Regions from separate parts of the Gossypium hirsutum genome. Here region 2 is linked to region 1. The links are chromatin contacts, called in public Hi-C maps. All regions are on one chromosome and are shown on one strand. Each heading gives the region's core, a stretch centred on a gene start, on an enhancer-like site or on the middle of the called end of the contact. The rest is flanking DNA. Distances are from core to core; before and after follow the strand shown.

What was found. Hi-C and Micro-C count contacts between places; a contact is called where the count stands out from the background.
Region 2: a contact with region 1 is called in a Hi-C map of leaf, with 4 times the contacts expected there. The contact joins the promoter of LOC107946378 here to the promoter of LOC107888281 in region 1. A contact is called at or near these places in 7 of 34 Hi-C or Micro-C datasets (callus, hypocotyl, leaf and 2 more).

Annotation. Positions count from the first base shown.
Region 1 is chrA07:56,920,201-56,926,098 of Gossypium_hirsutum_v2.1, forward strand. It overlaps LOC107888281 (probable plastidic glucose transporter 1), which reads right to left and starts at 4,600. Exons shown (of 12, transcript XM_016812340.2): 1 at 4,312-4,600; 2 at 4,078-4,201; 3 at 3,259-3,459; 4 at 1,543-1,642. The coding sequence starts at 4,486.
Region 2 is chrA07:57,632,822-57,638,457 of Gossypium_hirsutum_v2.1, forward strand. It overlaps LOC107946378 (NADH dehydrogenase [ubiquinone] iron-sulfur protein 1, mitochondrial), which reads left to right and starts at 3,138. Exons shown (of 5, transcript XM_016880676.2): 1 at 3,138-3,579; 2 at 4,106-4,352; 3 at 5,130-5,424. The coding sequence starts at 3,138.

The sequences.
Region 1 (5,898 bases), core at 3,350-5,849:
TCCATAAAAGAAGCAGCAAGTTTTATCAAACAAAAGCTTTAACCAAATCGTTCAGAGTAGAAATAGCTTCCTGCTCAGTTTACCAAGTTAATGTGTTCAAAGCACCTATATGCATTTCATAAAGTCATTGGCAACTATGGCAGAATAAGATGGTTAACCTACAGACAGTTAATAACATATCATTAAATCTGGAAAAATTTACCCGCCAATAACAATCTATGTACAGTAATTCCCTTTTTCTTTTATAATTTTTTTAATGACTACCCACTTTGACATCATTTACATCCATCTTACATGGTAGGCTCATTAGGGGTGAGTGTTCGATCGAATCGAATCGAATGAAAAAATTTCGAAGTTAATCGAATTGACGAATCATATTTTATCATCCTAATTTGATTTAAATTTTCTCGAATCGAGTCGAGTGATATGGAATTCGAATCGAATTCAATCAAAAATATTTGTTCGAGTTAAATTTTAAAAAATAATTTTGGGTCCTTATAACCATTGTCACCCACCGTAATCAAATTTTTTATTAACTTTCATCACCTCATAATTTATTTATTAATCTTTTATATACGGGTTAGCTTATTTACTTGCTTAGTTGTTTAAATTATCTTTAAATGTAACCATTGTCACGATTGTCACTATGTATTTTGGAATTAAAAAATATATTAAATGTAAAAATGTGATTTTTTAATAAATGTTATTTTAAAGATAAAATGTGAAATTGATACTAATATAAAATTTTAACATGAATATTATATGGCATCATTAATAATTGAATTTTAATATAAATTTTCAATATGACTAAACAATTCAATAATATAAATAATATAAAATGTGAAATTTAATTTAATAATATAAATAGTAGATATAAATAAAATTATTACTATTTATGTTTAGGGATTTTTTTTGGATAATTTTGATTTTTTATTTGGGGGTAAAGGGTGAAAAGTAAAAGTTTTAGGGGAAAATAAAAAGTTTTGGGGAGTAAAAGTTTGAGGTAAAGTAAATAGATGGGAGAATTTTGAGGTAAAGTAAATGGGAGAGTAAATTTTTGGTGGGAAATGGATTTTGGGTAGATTGGGGGTTGGGATAGGAGGGGAGTAAAAGTTTTGGGGGGAAAGTGGGAAAGAGTAAAAGTTTTGAGGGAAAAATAAAAAGGTTTGAGAGTTTGGGGTAAAAATGTAAAATATTATAGTTTGATATTCAATTTATTCGAATTACTCGAGTTATTCGAATTCAAAAACTCATTTCGATTCGAACTCGAAATTCGGAAAAAAAATTCGGGTTGACTCGAATAACTCGATTTGTTTAACTCAAAATTTGAAAAAAAAATTCAATTTTTTTGAGTCGAATCCAGTTTTGCTCACCCTAAGGCTCAGGGTACAATAAGAAGAAAAAAAAAAGTAGCATTTTAAGAGTAAGAAGAGTTAAAAATCCACTTATTCCTCATTTCAACAAAGAGTAAAATTCTAGATGTTATGAGATATAAGTAAAACTTAAAACCTAAAAGCCAGAATTCTTGTCATTAAGCAGTACCTCTGAAATATAAATTGGAACAAGAACTGTGTTCACACCAATACCAAGGCCAACAAGAAGTCTTCCCAGCAGTATTTCATTTAAGGAATGCGCTTGTGCACTGTCACAAATTGAAGAGTCAATCAAGATAGGAAGGAAAAAAACGGTTTAAGGACAACAGAACTCAATAGTCTATATTCTAAGGAAAGACTTACTGCAGCAACATAAAAAACAAAGAAATACGAAACAACTTAATTAAATACGAAGAAACCATATATTTCAACTTTTTCTTTTGTGCCCTCTGGAGCAGTTTATTCTGTTATTCATATGAGTGTGTTGCATGTAAGAAGCATTGAGTTACTTTAGTGGTCAAAGTAAAATAAAAAAGTACAAAAAAGAATCATCTGTAGTGATTCTTTTCCAAGAGATCTATGGTGCAACAAAATAATGATTCTGATGTACTTATCCTAGTAACATCAGTAATAATTAATGGTAAGTGTTAACAGGCTGTAAAACATACTGTAATGTATTTAAAAAGCTCCAAAACAATCCCTACAAACTAAAAAAATTGTTTCAAATCATCAGACCATTAAAAATCTACCGTTAACTTGATGATTTGGAGAAAATATATTCAAATCTAACTGGCTTGCTCATAACCCGACCCGACCCACGCAAAAAACCCAATTATCCCAAAAACAAAACATGCCATGTATCTGGTGTGGCTGAAAAAAGTAAAATCTTTGAAAAGATAAACATTTTTAAGCAAGCAAACTAGCTCAAGCAATTTCAGAACAAGAGTAATCAAACTGTTCATTGTTTAAGCTGCATTTGATGAGCAATGGAGCTAATAAATAAAGATATGTAAATAAAACTTCAAGAAAATATTCAACTAATTGTACTTTTGAGAATAAAGAAGAATTGGAAAGAACGAGAGTAATTGGGTTGCGTGGAACTACAGCGTGAATTGCTAACTTAAATATTTCTAAGCTATAAATAGAATGAGATTTTTTATACAAGGGATTAGGCATTGGGGGATTTCAATTAGAAATATTTCCTCTTCTCCTCTAGCTTTTCTGATTAATGCCCCAAATTTTTCATTAGATATATTGCGATGAAGTTAACTTGGGGTTGGGGAATTTGGAGATTTGGATTTAGGGTTCTGAGGGATTGGCAGGGGAGAGTCACAATAGTTGAAACTTCTATTGTGGCCGGTGGCCACACGGTAGTTCTTAGATTTGGGATGGTTGGGTTTTTTCCATGGGCCGGATCATGGGTAAAGCAGTTAGGTATGATATATTTTGTGCAAACTATCAACAACTTAATGGAAAATTTTAACATTATCATGATTTGAACAAATTTTTAATGCATAAGAACTAATTTGGAGTAATTTTTAGTAGAGGAACTAAAATGAACTTTACACAGTAGTACACTTTGACCCAATTCTTACCATTATAAGAGTAAGCTCAGAAAGCATCTGAAGGGCCAAGATATAAATTGGTTTACATGTTTAAACACACTTTCAAACACATAAAGTACAAGAAGCTACTGTAATATGTGTCCTATAAGTTCTACCTAGATAAATACAGAATGAAATAACAGATGGGGTGTGAAACACACAAAAGAAACAAAAGAGTACAAAATAATTATAGTACTGTTTAAATGAACTCCACATTTCACTTGGCATAGAGGAGATAAAATGCATTGCTTGGATTACCAATGCCTATATGTTATTCTCACCTCACAATTGCACCAAGTATCAATGGTATTGTGTCAATCTGAAAGGTCCGGCGACAACCTAGTTTGTCCACCAGTGAACCACAACTCAGGCTTCCAATGAAAGCTCCAGCAATGAATATGCTTACCACAATCCCCTCAAGAATTGGATCTCCTTCGAAACCAAGTTCTCTTGCAATTGAAACGATTGGACCATTCATTACTCTGCAAAACAAAGAATGCAATTTTGTGAACTGACTCTTAGACAAAACAATTTTACTCTTTAAAAATATCATTGATTTTCAAGTTACACCTATGTTATGGTGAGTATTGAATACGTGTGTGAGTCCAATATGGGCATACTCAATATTTTTGTTTCTATTTTATTTCTTCACATATATGATCATATCCCATACCTATGTCAAACACAAGTGTTGGACATCGGTACTTTAGGGAGAATTAAGAGACCGGGTATATGAATTCCTTCCATACACTCCCGATGAAATTTTAACACTCTACAACCAGGTTTATACATTAAAAGACAATAATTCAGTGTTTAGTTTCCTTATTTATAGTTTTTTTATGGAATATTTATAGTTAAATAAATAAAACTCTTGTAAGCATATAAATCAGTTAGCAACATAATTTCCAATTTCTCAACAGCTAAACGAGCGAGCAACTAATTAGAAAGAACAATAAAGCATAAAAAAAAATTCAATAAGAGCTGAATTAAGCTCCAGAATATTCAAATGCTTCATTGCATAGCAAAAAGAGCAAGGAAAAGAAAACAACAATTAAATTTTCAGAAAGAAAGAACAATGTTTTTATTAAAAAAACACTTACCCTATGTGATAGCCGAAAAGGAAATTGGACATTGAAGCAACCAAAACGTGAGGGAAAGTAGGAAGCCATCCCAAATCAAAGCTTTGATCATCGCTTTTTTCTTGATTACGTAAACCTTCATTATCTGCAATTTAAACCCTAATCAGATATTAACTATAAAAATTCCACAGAATCTTGTCCGTCGATTGAATTTGACGAAAGCCAATAAGCCGAAAAATAAATGATAGTAAAAACCTGGCTCCTGAGTCTGCAACTGCTTCCTAGTCGCCGAAGCTTTCAACTTTAGTGACGGCAAGGGGAAACCAAAACGAAAGGTTTTGGGTTTAAGGAGTACTTTGGGGCTTAGATGAGAGGTGAAGAATAGGGGAACCGGGACGACCGGTCGGTGGAGTACGGTGGCAACCCACATCGAGTGAGAAATCGAGGAGAGAGAATGGGAATTGAAGTGTTTTTTGTTTATTTTTTTCCTTCAATAATTAGATAGAAATGATGGGATAAAGCCAGGTGGCGTAATTTGTTAGCTCTGCAAGGAAGGAATAGGATAAAACGGTCATAAAAAAAAAGAGTAACAAATTGGCGGGAAACACGAGGGCATAGTTCAACAGTATACCGGCAAGGATGAGAGCATTTTAGTGACATTTTCTTTAGCATGACGTAATTTACTTATTTGTGGATACTTTTTATGCAAGGATATTAAATTTTGAAATGTTAAAGACGTGGTTTAATCGTAAAATGCCATGAGTCCGAACTTTTTACTTCTAAATAATCGAAGGGATCTCATATTAAATAACTAAAATCCAAATAATTGAAAATTAGAAGAAAGAAAACCGTGAAATCATGTTAACCTCACATCTAAAACCCATAAATTCAAAATCAATTAAAATGTGTAATTTGTAATATATACTTTGGTACAATTATATATATTAAATTTGAATTTTAGTTTTTATATATATAATAAATTTTAATTTGGATTCAATTCTACACATTTAAAAAAATAAATAAATAAATTTATTTTCATATTGAATTAATATAATTGTTTTTGTATATAATATCAATGTGATTTGTGTTAATTCAATAATATTGTTAGAAATTTGTAAAAATTGAATCAAATTAAAATTTAATGCATAAAATTGTATAAAATCAAAGTTCATATATGATAATGCACATTGAATCAAATTTCATATATGTTTTGATATTTATAAAAAAAATTTAGCTATGAAATCAATATTAAAGAACTTTCAGGGAATGTTTGGTTCAAGGAATATAATATAAATTTTCGTAATAGAATTACAAAAAACGTAAGGTTGTATATGGTATGTTACATTACTTTGATTGGCTCATTTGATTGGAATGTATTATCCAACACTACGTTTGGTTCGCTGACATAAGGTTGTCGATGGTATGTTACATTATCTTGTTTGGTTCATTTGGTTGGAATGTATTATCCAGCACTACGTTTGGTTCGTTGTAATAGAATTGAGTTGTAATACAATAGAGCTGTAATCAATAATTCAATGTTTAGTTCAATGGAATTGAATAAAACTGTAATAGTATTCTTATGTTTGGTTGAATGGAATGATGTTATAATAGTATAAGGGAAAAAATTGAAATGATTGGAGTACCCTTATCAATTTTTTTGTAAGTAGATAATTATTGTTATTGTTATTAAATTTTAATAGGATTATTATTAAAAATAATTTAATCATATTTTAATATAATTATTATTAAATATAATTTAATAAAAATAATAATATTTTTAATATAATTATTTTTATATTAAAATATTTTTATTTTAAATTATATTTTGACATTAAATATTTT
Region 2 (5,636 bases), core at 1,888-4,387, 710 kb after region 1:
ATAAACCAGATTTTCATCTTGATTTTTAGTATTTTTAGTTGGATTCTTTCAGGGGAAAATATGATTAGTTATTCTCCTACCGAAAAATGATAAGAATGGTATGGAATTACAATTTCATACAAACCATTCTCTTTTCACATATTTATAAATTTAAAATTTTGATTATAGTTCTTGTGAAAAGTCCAAAATAACACTTAAAAATTCCCATGTTAAATTTACCATAAAAATCTATTTACAAGAATATTGTACTTTAATCTTACTTTTTACTTTTATTCAACTTAATTCAGACCTTTAAGTTTCAATTTTCATGTACCAATATACTTTCCACGTCTCTTTTGGTAATATTTTTTTAAATCCACCTTTCCTAATGTAATAGTTCATTTACACTTTAATATCCATATTCTCTCTCCAATTAAGTTTCAAAGTCACATTTATCCTTACTAATTTCTTTTCCTCTTTGCCTTATTAATTCCTTAAAAAAAATTCAATTAGTAAGCTTGTTTTCAATTTCATCAAAATTTCACTATATATGTTCCCAATACCATTTACTAAACTAAAAATTTGAAGTGTTTGCACTATTATATTAAATGTGAGATAAGACTTCAAGATGAAGAGGAGGATAGATCATATGGAGACTAGTTTTGAGTATTACTGATGCAAAGGATCTCTTAGAGTTCTTTATCAATGTCAAGTCAGTTGATTGTGATTTATCATCGAAAAAATCTTATTGTGACAAAATTAAAATGTATTTATTATTGGTTGATAAAGTAATGAATTTGTTTTTACATCTCTCCTCCAATAAGCTATTCTTGAAGAAAATGGCAATAGTATTGTGGTTATTACCAATTTGATTGGAACAAAAACTATTCCAAAAGTAGTTAAAGAAGATAATATCATTCACTTTTTCACTTCCCTATAATAATTTACTCATGATTTATAATTTTTGTAATATTTATATATTAATTGTCACTGAAAGCATCTTTTATTTAAAAATTTTAACTATCATTGTTATTTTAAATCTAATTTCATCGATAATTTTGTTGTACATTTAAAATAAAAGTTAAGGAAAAGGTGTAACTAAATCAACCGGTTATAAGTTAATATTAAAATTTCTAACACAATAACAAAAATTTTAAATTTCTAATGGATACCAAAATCTCTAAGCAATACCAATATCTCTAGTAGCGATGCCCATATTTATAACAAATACTGAATTTCTAATGCATTACCGATATTTCTAACAAGACACCAAAACCGATATTTCTAATTTAGTATTTTCTATACTAAAATTTCAAACGAGACATTCTTAATAATTTTGGTATTGATTAAAAAAATTTGGTATCGCATCAACTAAGAACATCCCTAAGCTATTTTAGTATGACCTTAGTAATCTTGGTACAGGCTATTGGGTCGCACAGGCAAGGAAATTTTGATGATAAATTTGAAGGGAAACATGCACGAACAAAAATAGTACATATTGACCCTAACAATAGCATCGCCTTAAATATTTTGGTATTTAATTAGAAATTTTGTATTTTGGTATACAAAATTAAATATAATTTGTTATATATTACTCTATATATATATTGGTATACCATAATATATTGTACTATTGTCTTATATATTTGGGTATATTTAAATAATATTTAAATACGGATTAAATATATTTTATTTTGTTTATTATAAATAATTGTTACATCAAATAAAAAATAAATTTGTTAGTATGCATTAAATCTGGTTCATATATTTTATATAAAAAATTTGATATTATACTAAATTATTTGAAGAAATAACAAAATTTTTATCTGATATTCAAAACTTTTAATGCGGTACCAAGATTCCTAATCAAGTACCAAAATTTTTAATAAAATCTCTTTAAATAATTCGGTGTTAGGTTAAAAATTTTGGTATTTGATTATAAATTTTAATATACCAAAATACCAAAAAATTTATAACAAGATGATGTTAGGGATATCGTATTAGATATTTTGATTAAAACTATTGGCTTCACATTAAAATTAAAAATATTAGCATCTTATCTTATTATATTTTTGCAATAATTTATCTAAAAATATATTTACTTTTGCTTTTATCAAAATAAAGTCTCGCTTTTAGGGATGTCAATTGGGCGACACAGGTGTGGGGGCATCCTCACCAAGAATTTTCATCCCCATCCCTGCTCAGCGACCCACTACGGGTAAAAAACTCAAAACCATCCTCGCTCACCACCCACGTGGGTCCTCAAATTCACCTAATCACTGCTATACCCGCCTCGTGACCCACTTCATATAATATATTTATAAGTATCAATTAAATAAATATAAATCAAAATTTTTATAAAAAATGTATGAAATACTTATCCTTTGAACTCTTACTACATATGTGATATTATTTCAACTGTCACTATTTAAAAAAAAAGTCATCATGACCCTTTAATTGATAAACAAAAAATAACTTCAATATTAATTTAAAAAATTTTAAAAATAAAGTCCTTTTATAATATTTAAATACAAATAATGTCTCAAATATATCACAAATATTTTTAAATATAACACAAGTACAAAAATTAAATACTAATAAATTAATAAAATACTAATAAAATAATTATTAAATTAAATTTTTATAAATATTTTTTTTGAATATACTTATTATATTATTCGAGGTAAGTGAAGATGAGACAAACGGGAATGAGGTGAGTATAATATCAAAACCACGACTCTCGATGAGTCTAATATTTATCTTTATCTCTATTTCAGTACCCGCAAAACCTGTACCAGCCTAGCCTAATTGGGTGTGAAGTGGGATGGGATCGTGAAACCGCACCGACATCCCTACTTTCTTTATATGAAAGCTTACGGTAACGTGAATTGAAAAGATTAGGCTAAAATTTCTTCAAATAGGACATCGAAATGAGCTTGGCCCCTTTGTTCCCCAATTCGAGTACTGAAGCTACGACGGCGTTTTGTAAGCCCCTAAACCAGTCCATGAAGACAAAAACGGGTCAACTTGAAGCCCGACTTCTTGTGGGAATCACACGCCTGTGGATGACACACATTCAACCCGACAGTTCCAATCGAATCTCTCGCCAATCGCCACTCCCTTCTCTCACTTCACAGCTCCAAGAAAGGAAAGGCTAAGGCTATCTTCGGGCTGCCAGAAAACTGGGTTTAGGCTTATTAGCTTCAAGAACCCTAAAATCGTCAAGAATCCTCCATTCCCAATACTCTAGATTCCGACCCATCGTCGCCAAATCCGAGCTCCAATCCCCCGACGCCTCATCGGCAGCAGCAGCAGCACCGCAGCCAGAAACCACTCCTTCTCCACCCAAGAAACCCGTTGGCGGTGCACGGATCCACGTCACGAACCCGGATGATGCCATCGAGGTGTCCGTCGATGGCTTCCCGGTGAAAATCCCCAAGGGCATGACCGTTCTTCAGGCCTGCGAAATTGCTGGTGTTGACATTCCGAGGTTTTGTTATCATAGTCGACTTTCAATCGCTGGGAACTGCCGTATGTGCCTCGTCGAGGTTGAAAAATCCCCCAAGCCCGTCGCCTCTTGTGCCATGCCTGCTCTCCCTGGTTAGCGTTTCAATTTAACAATTATTATATTTTGTATTTTGTTTTCTCAATTTTACTAGTGTGTTTGAATTTAATTAGATGAACGGATTTGAATTTCTTTGCAGATTTTTGACGTGTTTCAGGATACTAGTAATTTGGATTTAGGGTTCTCAAATTATTCTATACTATTTTATTCTCTTTAATCTCTGTTATTGAATGTCTTGCTACTAGTTCCATATAGTCTTCATAAAGATACAGAATTATGATCGATTTGATCTTTATAAATTCAGTCATAAATGTTTGTTTTCATCTTCATTTTTGTTTTACATGTTTTAGTAACCATGCATGGAAATGTGTCTAGATTTGTACTTAAAATTTCTTAATATCTAAGTATTTATGTGATTGTAAACAATAATTCTTGTGATAATTTTCTTTCAAGCTTGTCATCCTGTTGCCTTCTTGGATTTTAAACAATTTAACCTTCGGGGGTTTTACTCCTTTTCTTTTTGGTTTGTGTTGTTTAATTATGCTTGGGACTATAACATAGGAATGAAGATTAAGACGGATACACCTTTGGCAAAGAAGGCACGTGAAGGAGTAATGGAATTTCTGCTGATGAACCATCCACTTGATTGTCCAATCTGTGATCAGGGTGGAGAATGTGATCTCCAGGATCAGTCTATGGCATTTGGATCTGATCGAGGTCGTTTTACTGAAATGAAGAGATCTGTTGTTGACAAAAATCTTGGTCCTTTAGTAAAGACTGTCATGACTCGGTGCATTCAGTGTACAAGGTAAAAAATTAACCCCAAATATTCCCTCCTCTTTTACTTTCTATTTTTAGATTTCAAGCTGGCTGAAATAGAAGATCTGAAATCCAAACTCCGACAGATGCCTGCATCAGCTTTAAGACTTTATTCAGAGTAACCATATGCATTGATCACCTTTAACTTTAGACATTTGTGGTCACTCATAGGAACCGAGCATGTGTATTGTGTTGATTACCAATTCTGAAGAAAAGATGCTTGATTGTCACAAATACTGCTGATATTGCAAATTAATATGCTGAGCACCTTTTGAATCACTTGTCCTACATTTACAATTGTTTATGTTAGATTGTGATCAAGTTGGCCTATACAATTTGCAGTGCAAAATTTTGTTTACCTCATTACCTTAGACTGATGCATCTTCTACATTTACACAACTAGTCAACTTTCTAAAGCTTTCATCACAAAAGTTCCCTTGATAGGGATGTCACCTGTAAATGCTTGATGTTGTTGCTTTTGGGGGAAAAAAACACCCAATTAAGCCTAAATGAAGTTTTGTTTGGGCTTTATGATTCGTAAATAGATTTACCAAGTTTATGTAAAATCTCCTGCCTAGTTAGTGTTTTTTTTTTTTACTTCTTGTATCAAGCCAATTTTTCCATCTTTTACAAGAAGTTTTTGGGCCAAATCCTTGTGACCTTTTGAGGGTTTGATTATTTGAGATATATCTATTGCCAGCTTTCACATTGTTATGCAATCCAAAGGTCTGAGTTTGAGGCTAATAATTTTTTGTGGTCTCTTCAGGTGTGTCAGATTTGCAACAGAAGTTGCTGGTGTTCAGGATCTCGGCATGTTAGGTCGTGGTAGTGGAGAAGAAATCGGTACTTATGTTGAAAAGCTTATGACAAGTGAACTTTCTGGAAATGTTATTGATATTTGCCCTGTTGGAGCACTTACCTCTAAACCCTTTGCCTTCAAGGCCCGAAACTGGGAGTTGAAAGGAACCGAGACCATTGATGTAACTGATGCGGTTGGATCCAATATTCGGATTGACAGCAGAGGTCCGGAGGTTATGCGTATCCTTCCACGTTTAAATGAGGTAAAGTGTAAACTTCCATAAGATGCTTTTAGTGCACCCTTTTCTAGAAATATTTTTTCTGACGCCCATCAAGCAATGAACGGTCTTTGTTTTTTATTGGGCTTGATGCCATGAATTATCTTTTTGACTGCTTTTGTGTCAGTCTTAAATTCTTTTGATCTTGTTATCATCTCAGTTACTCGAAGGCCTGTGTTATTAATGTTATGAGATAA